Linked DNA regions of Zea mays: region 2 is linked to region 1. A link is a contact called in public Hi-C data. All regions are on one chromosome and are shown on one strand. Each heading gives the region's core, a stretch centred on a gene start, on an enhancer-like site or on the middle of the called end of the contact. The rest is flanking DNA. Distances are from core to core; before and after follow the strand shown. Region 1 holds the start of LOC103653994 (protein NRT1/ PTR FAMILY 7.3). Region 2 has its middle 6.1 kb from the start of LOC109945577.

The links. A called contact is a pair of places that touch in the nucleus more often than the background predicts.
Region 2: a contact with region 1 is called in a Hi-C map of leaf, with 3 times the contacts expected there. The contact joins the enhancer-like site here to the promoter of LOC103653994 in region 1. A contact is called at or near these places in 10 of 25 Hi-C or Micro-C datasets (bundle sheath, ear, leaf and 3 more).

Annotation. Positions count from the first base shown.
Region 1 is chr4:167,487,200-167,491,085 of Zm-B73-REFERENCE-NAM-5.0, reverse strand. LOC103653994 (protein NRT1/ PTR FAMILY 7.3) reads left to right here and starts at 1,879. Exons shown (of 5, transcript XM_008680816.4): 1 at 1,879-2,104; 2 at 2,229-2,322; 3 at 3,291-3,422; 4 at 3,659-3,876. The coding sequence starts at 3,296.
Region 2 is chr4:167,651,159-167,655,357 of Zm-B73-REFERENCE-NAM-5.0, reverse strand. No RefSeq gene overlaps it. Among protein-coding and RNA genes, the nearest start is that of LOC109945577, 6.1 kb to the left of the region's middle. Within about 2 kb of position 1,572, at least 17 of the 20 cell types and tissues checked have an H3K27ac peak or open chromatin away from gene starts, as enhancers often do. A contact at or near this core is called in bundle sheath, ear, leaf and 2 more, where this site is marked.

The DNA.
Region 1 (3,886 bases), core at 630-3,129:
AAACGGCACCTTAGTTTGACATGTAAATGGATGCATGTCCACTACTTATTACCGTACCATCTTTAAAGTCTCGAAGACGACGTCACGAGCGGAGAGCTAGCGGCGCAGGGGCAGATAACGTGCGTCTGTCAGTCAGGTAGCCATTTCCACGAGATACCAACAGCGACGGATTCGATTAATTTCTTATGTAGAATAGGTTACCTTGTTTATTTTTCACGTGAACACCATTTTATTAGCTTTCCGCTCTGTCCCAGCCTTTCTTCTCGTGTTTGTGTTCCGACCACTCACGTCGAGGTCAATTAATTTAGGAAAGGAAAAAAAACAACATTATATATGCTTGCTACTAGATACTCCTATTTGTTGACAAATTTATGGCCATGACAATAAGCATGCTTTTGTTATGACCGTTGAATAAAATAGAATTTCCTAGATGATTTCTAGTAGATTTTCTAACCTAAACATACACCAAGACCTGCCCCGGCTCTGGTACAATTATTTTCACATTCCATTGCCGCCTTCCGTGGCCGCTCCTACAACCACAAGTCCCCAACAATAATATAAATAACTTTTGTCGGATAAAGATTAACGAAACTACGTGTCACTTGTAAAAATAACAAATTTCTGTGGGCATAGTCTAATTCTGTCATCATTTAACTCATGTAAATGTATAGATGAATAGTATCTATTTTTTGTGAGCAGCCGATGAAAAGTGGTTAATTTCGTCGATTAGAAAAGGCCGACGGAAAAAAGCTAATTTTTGTCGGCTATGGAATTTGTAACCCCTCATATTTCTTCACGACACATAATATGTAGTTGCTTCGATGTAGGTTCATGTTTGGATTCAAGTTTTCTGAATCAAACTCGCTGTACAGAAAATATATAAAAAAATAATAAGACCAATGAAAAAAAGACTCCAATCCTTCATGAAATAAAATTAAGGTCGATGAACTAAACTCTTACTTAAAATATTATCACGTCTCATCCAGAATTATGTACATGTAAAACAAATAAAACTTCCATTTTTATGACTGACATGTGGGTCATGCAAGCACTAGGAGTATTTCCCTTCTGTTGAAAAAAAATAAGGTCGTTAGAAGGATGGTCTTTATATACATTATACCACATAGTAGGTGCATTAGCATTGTGTTAATCTTTGAAGTATACACTCGTGAAATATGCAACTGTATTTGAATTTAAATTATTCTAAGATGCACCGGTTTACACTCGCCTCATTGCCTATCATTGGTCTAAGCTACTTTAAGGCTCTTTTAATATGATACATCCATTTATATTGCATAGGCAGCCTATCTTAGCTTCATATGGATGGATAAGTAAATGTTTTTATTTTATTGAACCATCCAGAGGGATTTTTTTTCTGAACTTGCATATGAGGACCAGATGAATCTCTTTCTATACCCGTTCTATCATATTTAGAAAAATAGCACAAAGCTATCTATTAAATTAGCTTAGCTCAACTAGCGCCTTACACACGACTTTATCCAAGTACCCATGAAGCATTAACGGAAGGAGCCATTCCATGATTATGTGATAATCATGTCTCTTCAACCTTGTTAGCTTCCATTCCTTCAAATTTGGAGCCCTTCAACTATCGAGGATTTTCATTTTTTTTTAGACACCATTAATTCTCTCTTTTGCTTAGGTTTCATAAAGAATGGAGTGTGTGTGGCTTGCCACCACCTTTTGCTATGCATTTTCTTGCTGCTTCTTATGCTTACAAAATCGACACAGGGGCTCTGGGTTGTGGGAAATGGGTTCAAGAAAAGTAGAAAACAGCTGGCACACGGCCTATGCACGCTGTCACATGCGTCGGCGCCTCGGCGGGGGTCTTTTACCCGCCGCAGGTCGCAGGAGAAAACGAACACCGCCACCAACACTTACTCCGGTGCCGGTCGGCCGGGTCGTGCGTGCCCCTGCCCCCCTCCGGCCTCCGGCTCCCAGCTTTCTCTTCATAAATACGCGGCCGTGCGTCCCCCGAACCCCCGCACCTCCTATCCGCTCCCCACTCGGCGTCTGCTGCTGCATTGCCGTGCCGCCAGTGGAGAGGAGATCAGTGATCGTTGGCCACTGCACTAGCTGCACGAAGGTACTCGATACTTGTTGAGAGAGAGAGAGAGAGAGTGCTGATCACCGGCCGCCGCCACTTCTACTGGGAGTTTTTTGTCCGGTAAATGACTGGAGGCCTTGCCGGCGTCGTCGTCGCGGTACAGGTACTGGGTCCGCTCTCGTTCTTGACGTGCCTACTACTATCGTCCCCGTCGCCGGAGTTGCTGCGTGGTCGCACCGGAGGGTTTATCAACGAAGGTACGCGTGTACGTACGTACGTACGTACATGCTTATTATATTAATCCGTCAGAGTTAATTAGAGGTACCGACGATGATCTCACAGTTGCCATCAAGTTATCTGTCCGTCGTGCTTAATCTGCGATACGACTAGGAACGGAAGTGTAGGAATCGCTGGTCTGTGTAAGAGTACGCTCCCTGTCCCTGCACTGCCGCGCTACTATACCATTTGCCGAGCCTACTACTATGCCTATACCACTGTATGCGCGTGCATGGTTTACACGATGCTTTGGCCTGACGCACAGGTAGCTGCTTCGTTTCCGGAAGCAGTGTGTTGTCTGGTATTGATACGTGCAGAGACAGAGAGCAGCAGATCATGCCAAGAGAGCCAGCTGACGACGACGGCATACGATGGCCGGCCGTCTCTGCTTGTGTTTTCCCGCTAGTGCTAGTGCACTTGATTCAGGGGCAGAAAAAAAAGACATCGTCTTTTGCATTGCTCAGCTTCGTTATACTTTAATACAATTAATCAATAGCTGTATGTCGATCTAAATCAGAGTTAGGAAGCGTTATATGCTTATGAGTGTGGGAAGCCTACTGCACTGAGTAATCTATTGCTACTTGGTCGTCCCTAACGACATGAGACATGGCATATCACATTCACAGGTTAAACAAATCTTGCCGGCTCAACGCTTCGTTAGGAGAAGACGGAAGACTGCAGAAACTCCTGAGGAGGAGGACGCGGGGAATAAAATCGAGCGATAAAAAAAGTATCCTGTTAGAGATATGTAGTGTGTACTACGCATTTCAGAGTTCACATGCAGTCGTAATTAACAGGTTCATTTTGGTCGGAACAGTTGCTGAGTTTCCACATCATGCATGGAACTGAAATATACATATGCAGGACCAGGACTGCTGTGGAACAGTATCCTGAACTAAACAGCTAAAATACACAGTAGAAACTAATAAACTCACTGGACACTGGACAGGGCTGATGGATGCTACCACTGTTGATTCCAAATGGATCTCTCCCGCCACTGAAGATGGGTCCATGGACAGGCGAGGAAACCCAGCTGTCAAGACAACCACCGGAAGATGGAGATCTGCCATCCTGCTGCTAGGTAAAAGCTTGTTTTTTATTTAAAAAATAGAAAGAAAGAAAGAAAGAAAGAAAGAAAGAGAGAGAGAGATGTTGTAAACATCTCACATGATGCCTGATGAGTAATGCTTCCCTCTGGCCTCTGTACATGATTGCTAGCTACTAGATTCTGATTCTGTAAAGAACTCCAGATTCGAACAGTTAATTCAACTGTGTAATTTATCGCCGCAACCCTTTCCGTCTCTGTTACCGATGCAGCTAACTATGGGCTCGCGACGTGCGCCTTCTTCGGCGTCGGCGTGAACCTCGTGGTGTTCCTGCGCCGGGTGCTCCACCAGGGCAACGCCGAGGCGGCCAACAGCATCAGCAAGTGGACTGGGACCGTCTACATCTTCTCGCTCATCGGCGCCTTCCTCAGCGACTCCTACTGGGGCCGATACGTCACGTGCGCCGTCTTCCAGATCATCTACGTGATGGTGCGTGCGA
Region 2 (4,199 bases), core at 323-2,822, 160 kb before region 1:
ATGAGTTTCAACCTAGTACAAATATAGAGGGCATTCTTGTCTTCCTCATACAAAAGAATCCTATTAACAACTCAAATAATCTGGGTAAACAAACAGGACTACTCAGATTATAAAATCCAGATTATATAATCCAGATTATATAATCCTCCAAAAATAATCCAGATTATATAATCCATGGGGGTAAACAAACAGGCCCTTAATTAACTTTCTAGAGCAGACCGTAGGAAGTTAGCTTTTCGTTTGACTGGTCAAAAGCTGAAAGCCAACTTCCTAGAGGAGGTCGTATGAAGTTAGCTTTTCGTTTGACTGGTCAAAAGCTGAAAGTTAACTTCCTAGAGGAGGCCGTAGGAAGTTAGCATGGACAGCTAACTTTCTAGAGGCGGCCGTAGGAAGTTAACGACTCATTTGACCGCACCCGCGGATCAGCAAATGAAAGCTAACTTTTTAGAGGAAGTCGTAGGAAGTTAGCAGGAGAATCTTACTTCCTAGAGCAGGCCGTAGGAAGCTAGCTTTTCGTTTGATTGGTTAAACGTTGAAAGCTAACTTCAGAGGAGGTCATGCTAACTTCCTAGAGGCGGTCGTAGAAAGTTAGCGGCTCGTTTGACCAAACATAAGGGTCAGCATGTGAAAGCTGACTTCGTACAGCTTTTATAAAATACCGTAGGGAGCTACCAGTTGCCTCTCGAAAGTTATTGATTTCCTAGTGTTTGTTATAAAAGATGCAGGAAGTTAAAAAACTGTAGGCAATGTAGGGTTTTGGTGTAGTGCGGGCCCGTGCCCGTACGTGCAGTGGCTGCATCTGCATATGTTGTGTGTGTCCGCAGTCTGGACAACAGATGAATTAATAGATGATGCATGCGCGTCATGGATCGGTGGTGTGTGTGTGTCCGACTGTCGGCACGGAGGACGCCGTGGCGACTATCTCCCCAGTTGCCCACCCAATTTGTCGCTTGGGTTCTGGTATAATAGTAGTCCGGCCGGTCTCTGGTCCATCGTCGGAAGTTCTCCGCCCTGACGCTCAACCACAAGTCCACAACCATGCATGCACGGTGATGGCGTTGTGACGTTGCCAATGTCTCATCCACCACTTCATCAGTGTGTGTCTTTTCCACGGGCGAACGTCGTAGTGTTTGTTCATCAGCCCCTGCCCTCCGTTGCGTTGCGTTGCATTGCATCCAGGAACGAAGAAAGTCCAAAGCGGAGGGGCATCAGCAAATTAATTAAAGTTAGGCACACGCCCCGCGGAGAAAAGTCCGTGTGCGGGGTGCGCTACCGTCCCAAACGACGCCAACAGCTGGGAACCATATATACAGCGCTCTCTCTCTCTCTATATGTCTGTATGCGATAGCGCAACAGAACAGTCCAGCAGCACAGCGATCCGTCTGCTGGACCCAGGTGGGTGATAGCTTATCACGCTTGGCTGGCTCTACTGTTGATGTCAGTCTACAACCATATATATACTCCGATCGATGCGGCGAGGCCCTGTCCGTAGCGCGTGCGGGCTCGGCCTCTCACTCACCGTGCGACGTGACTGCGTTGCGTGGGTGCATGCATCATGCGTCATGCATGCAGGCTAGCTAGCGTCGCACGGCTCATCCCAAGACGACACCCAACCCACCGGACCGGTCACCACTCACCTGCTAGCTGCGCTTGGAGTTTTGCAAGATTCCTTTCTACTTTGCCCGGCCACGGAGAGTTGGCAGTGAAAGGTTTCGCTTTGGGCTCTCTAGTCTCTACGTCTACGGACGGCGACGCTTCTGGTCCGTACCAAAGGTGTGCGTGAGCTGTACCGCCGAGCGCGCAGAGATCGAGCCTGCTGCGCGCGAAGCTGACGATATAGATAGCATAGCAGGGAGAGGAAGGCGACATACATCAGGGTTTAGATAGCATATAGCATAGTGGGTCCAACCAACGTAACCTAGTTATTACGTTCTCTCTTGCAGGAGGCGGCTAAAATAAGCGATATTTTAACTATATATATATATATATATATATATATATATATATATATATATATATATATAACGACCGAAATGGCTTAGCTCACAAAAGAAAAGGCACGTTCGTTTGACTTTTTTCTGTGTCACGTTTGATCGACTCGTCCTGTTCAATTATTTAGAAAAAATAAAAAAATTAAAGTTATATTTTAAAAAGTATATTATATGCTAAACAATATCACATCAAACAATTAACATTAATTATGATTTTTTTAGTAAGATAGGCCGGTCAAACTTACATCAAACAAATTTTAAATTGGAATGGACGGAATACTGGTGAGGTGCTTATGCATTTCTATTTGGTTTCTATATACCATGTTCGCGACGATGTGCGGAGAAACATTGTGACCGAGCACAGTAGAAGCGCTAGTTCCAGATATATCATCGGATTAACAAGTGTCATTGTCGAGATACTCATATAACACACTCATCACCAACCTACACACAGCAGCGGCAATAACCGATCAACTGGGTTGGACCGATATAGGGGTTTAGGGTTGCCTGCATGCTCTACAAATTGCACAACAGGAACAATGAGCATTTTTTTCAGCGGTCGCAGCTATTTTCGACGACGGTAGTGCCCTACCATGCACGGGCGCAACAACATGCAATGATCGTGAGTGTATTATTTATTCTCAACACGGTCATATATATTTGTCCTATAACTAATATACTGCATTTGCAACAGTCTTGATTTTCAGAGCAGACACAACAGCAACCATTCATTTTTTTCCTCAGTTTCAGTCGTCGAAGCCTCAGTGGGGATTACATGCTCCGACACCTCCTTCAGCTCAGGTTCGTCGATAAGTATCTCTACTCGAAATGTATTATGAACTAGAACTTACTGAAAGGGAAATGTGTCTTTAGGTTATTTGTTTTGGTGATTAAGTGTCCAACACATATTAAGTGAGTTGATTATATGCCAAAAAAGCAAGAAGTGCAAATCATGTAATAAGGTATCTTTCTAGACTTAGTATATTGTTTTGAGTACTAACATATATTGTCTAAGTGCTAGAAACAGGAAAAGAAAGGATTGCAAGACATGGCTGTGTACAGCCAAAGTCCAGCTTGGTCTGGCACACCGGACTGTCTGGTGGTGCACCGGACAGTGTCCGGTGCGCCAGGCCAGCCTCCGGTGAACAGGCCGCTCTCGGGACTCGACGACGGTGTACGACTATAATTCACCGGACTGTCCGGTGAGTCGTCTGCGGCGAACTCGTCGCTCTCGGGAAGAGGATCAGCGGCGTACGACTAAAATTCACCGGACTGTCCGGTGGTGCACCGGACTGTCCGGTGAGCCAACGGTCGACTGCGCAACGGTCGGCCGCACAATCCGCGGGCGACGCGTGGCCCACGCCAACGGTCGGCAGGGGGCACCAGACTGTCCGGTGTGCACTGGACAGTGTCCGGTGCGCCAACTGTCACGAATCTGCAACGGTCGTCTGCGCCAGAATAGGAAAGAGATCAGCACCGGACCATCTACAGTGATTGTCTGGTGGTGCACCGGACTGTCCGGTGCGCCACCCGACAGAAGGAAAGGATAGCCTTCTGTCGGGTACCGTAATTAGGGGTACCCCAATGCTCCTTAATCTGGCCAAAAAACATCTTCAGAACAAACCATCAACGGCTGATAAGCACGGTTCAAGTCAGGGCCTCGTTTCCTAAGGGACACGACCCCGCCTCGTCCGAGCCCAGCCTCGGGCAAGGACAGTAGTCCCGGACGGATTCACGCCTCGCCCGAGGGCCTCCTCAGGCGGTGGGCGCACCCACGACTCGCCCGAAGTCCAGCGCAGGCAAGCTTTGTCGTGCAGCGGCCTCGGCCAAATCGCCTCACCAACCGACCGTATCGCATGCGCATTCAATGCGGGGATTGCCTGACACCTTATCCTGACACGCGTGCCTCAGTCGGCAAGGTCAAAGTGACCGCAGTCACTTCGCCCCTTTACTGACCGTTCTAACAAGGAAACAACACTGTTCACCCTGCTCCGGCAACTGTGCCAGCTGAAGCGTCCCAATCCTTTGGGACTCAAATGTGAAACAATTACTAGTCCCAGGAGGCTAGTAATCACATTCCTTACTTCAAATAGTACAGAGTTTAGAAAAATTTATTACAATACCGGGGTACAAGCTCGAGAGAGCCAAATAGAGAAGCGCAGAAGGAAAATACACTAGCCCAAGCCACAGGCAGAACTGGGTGCAGAC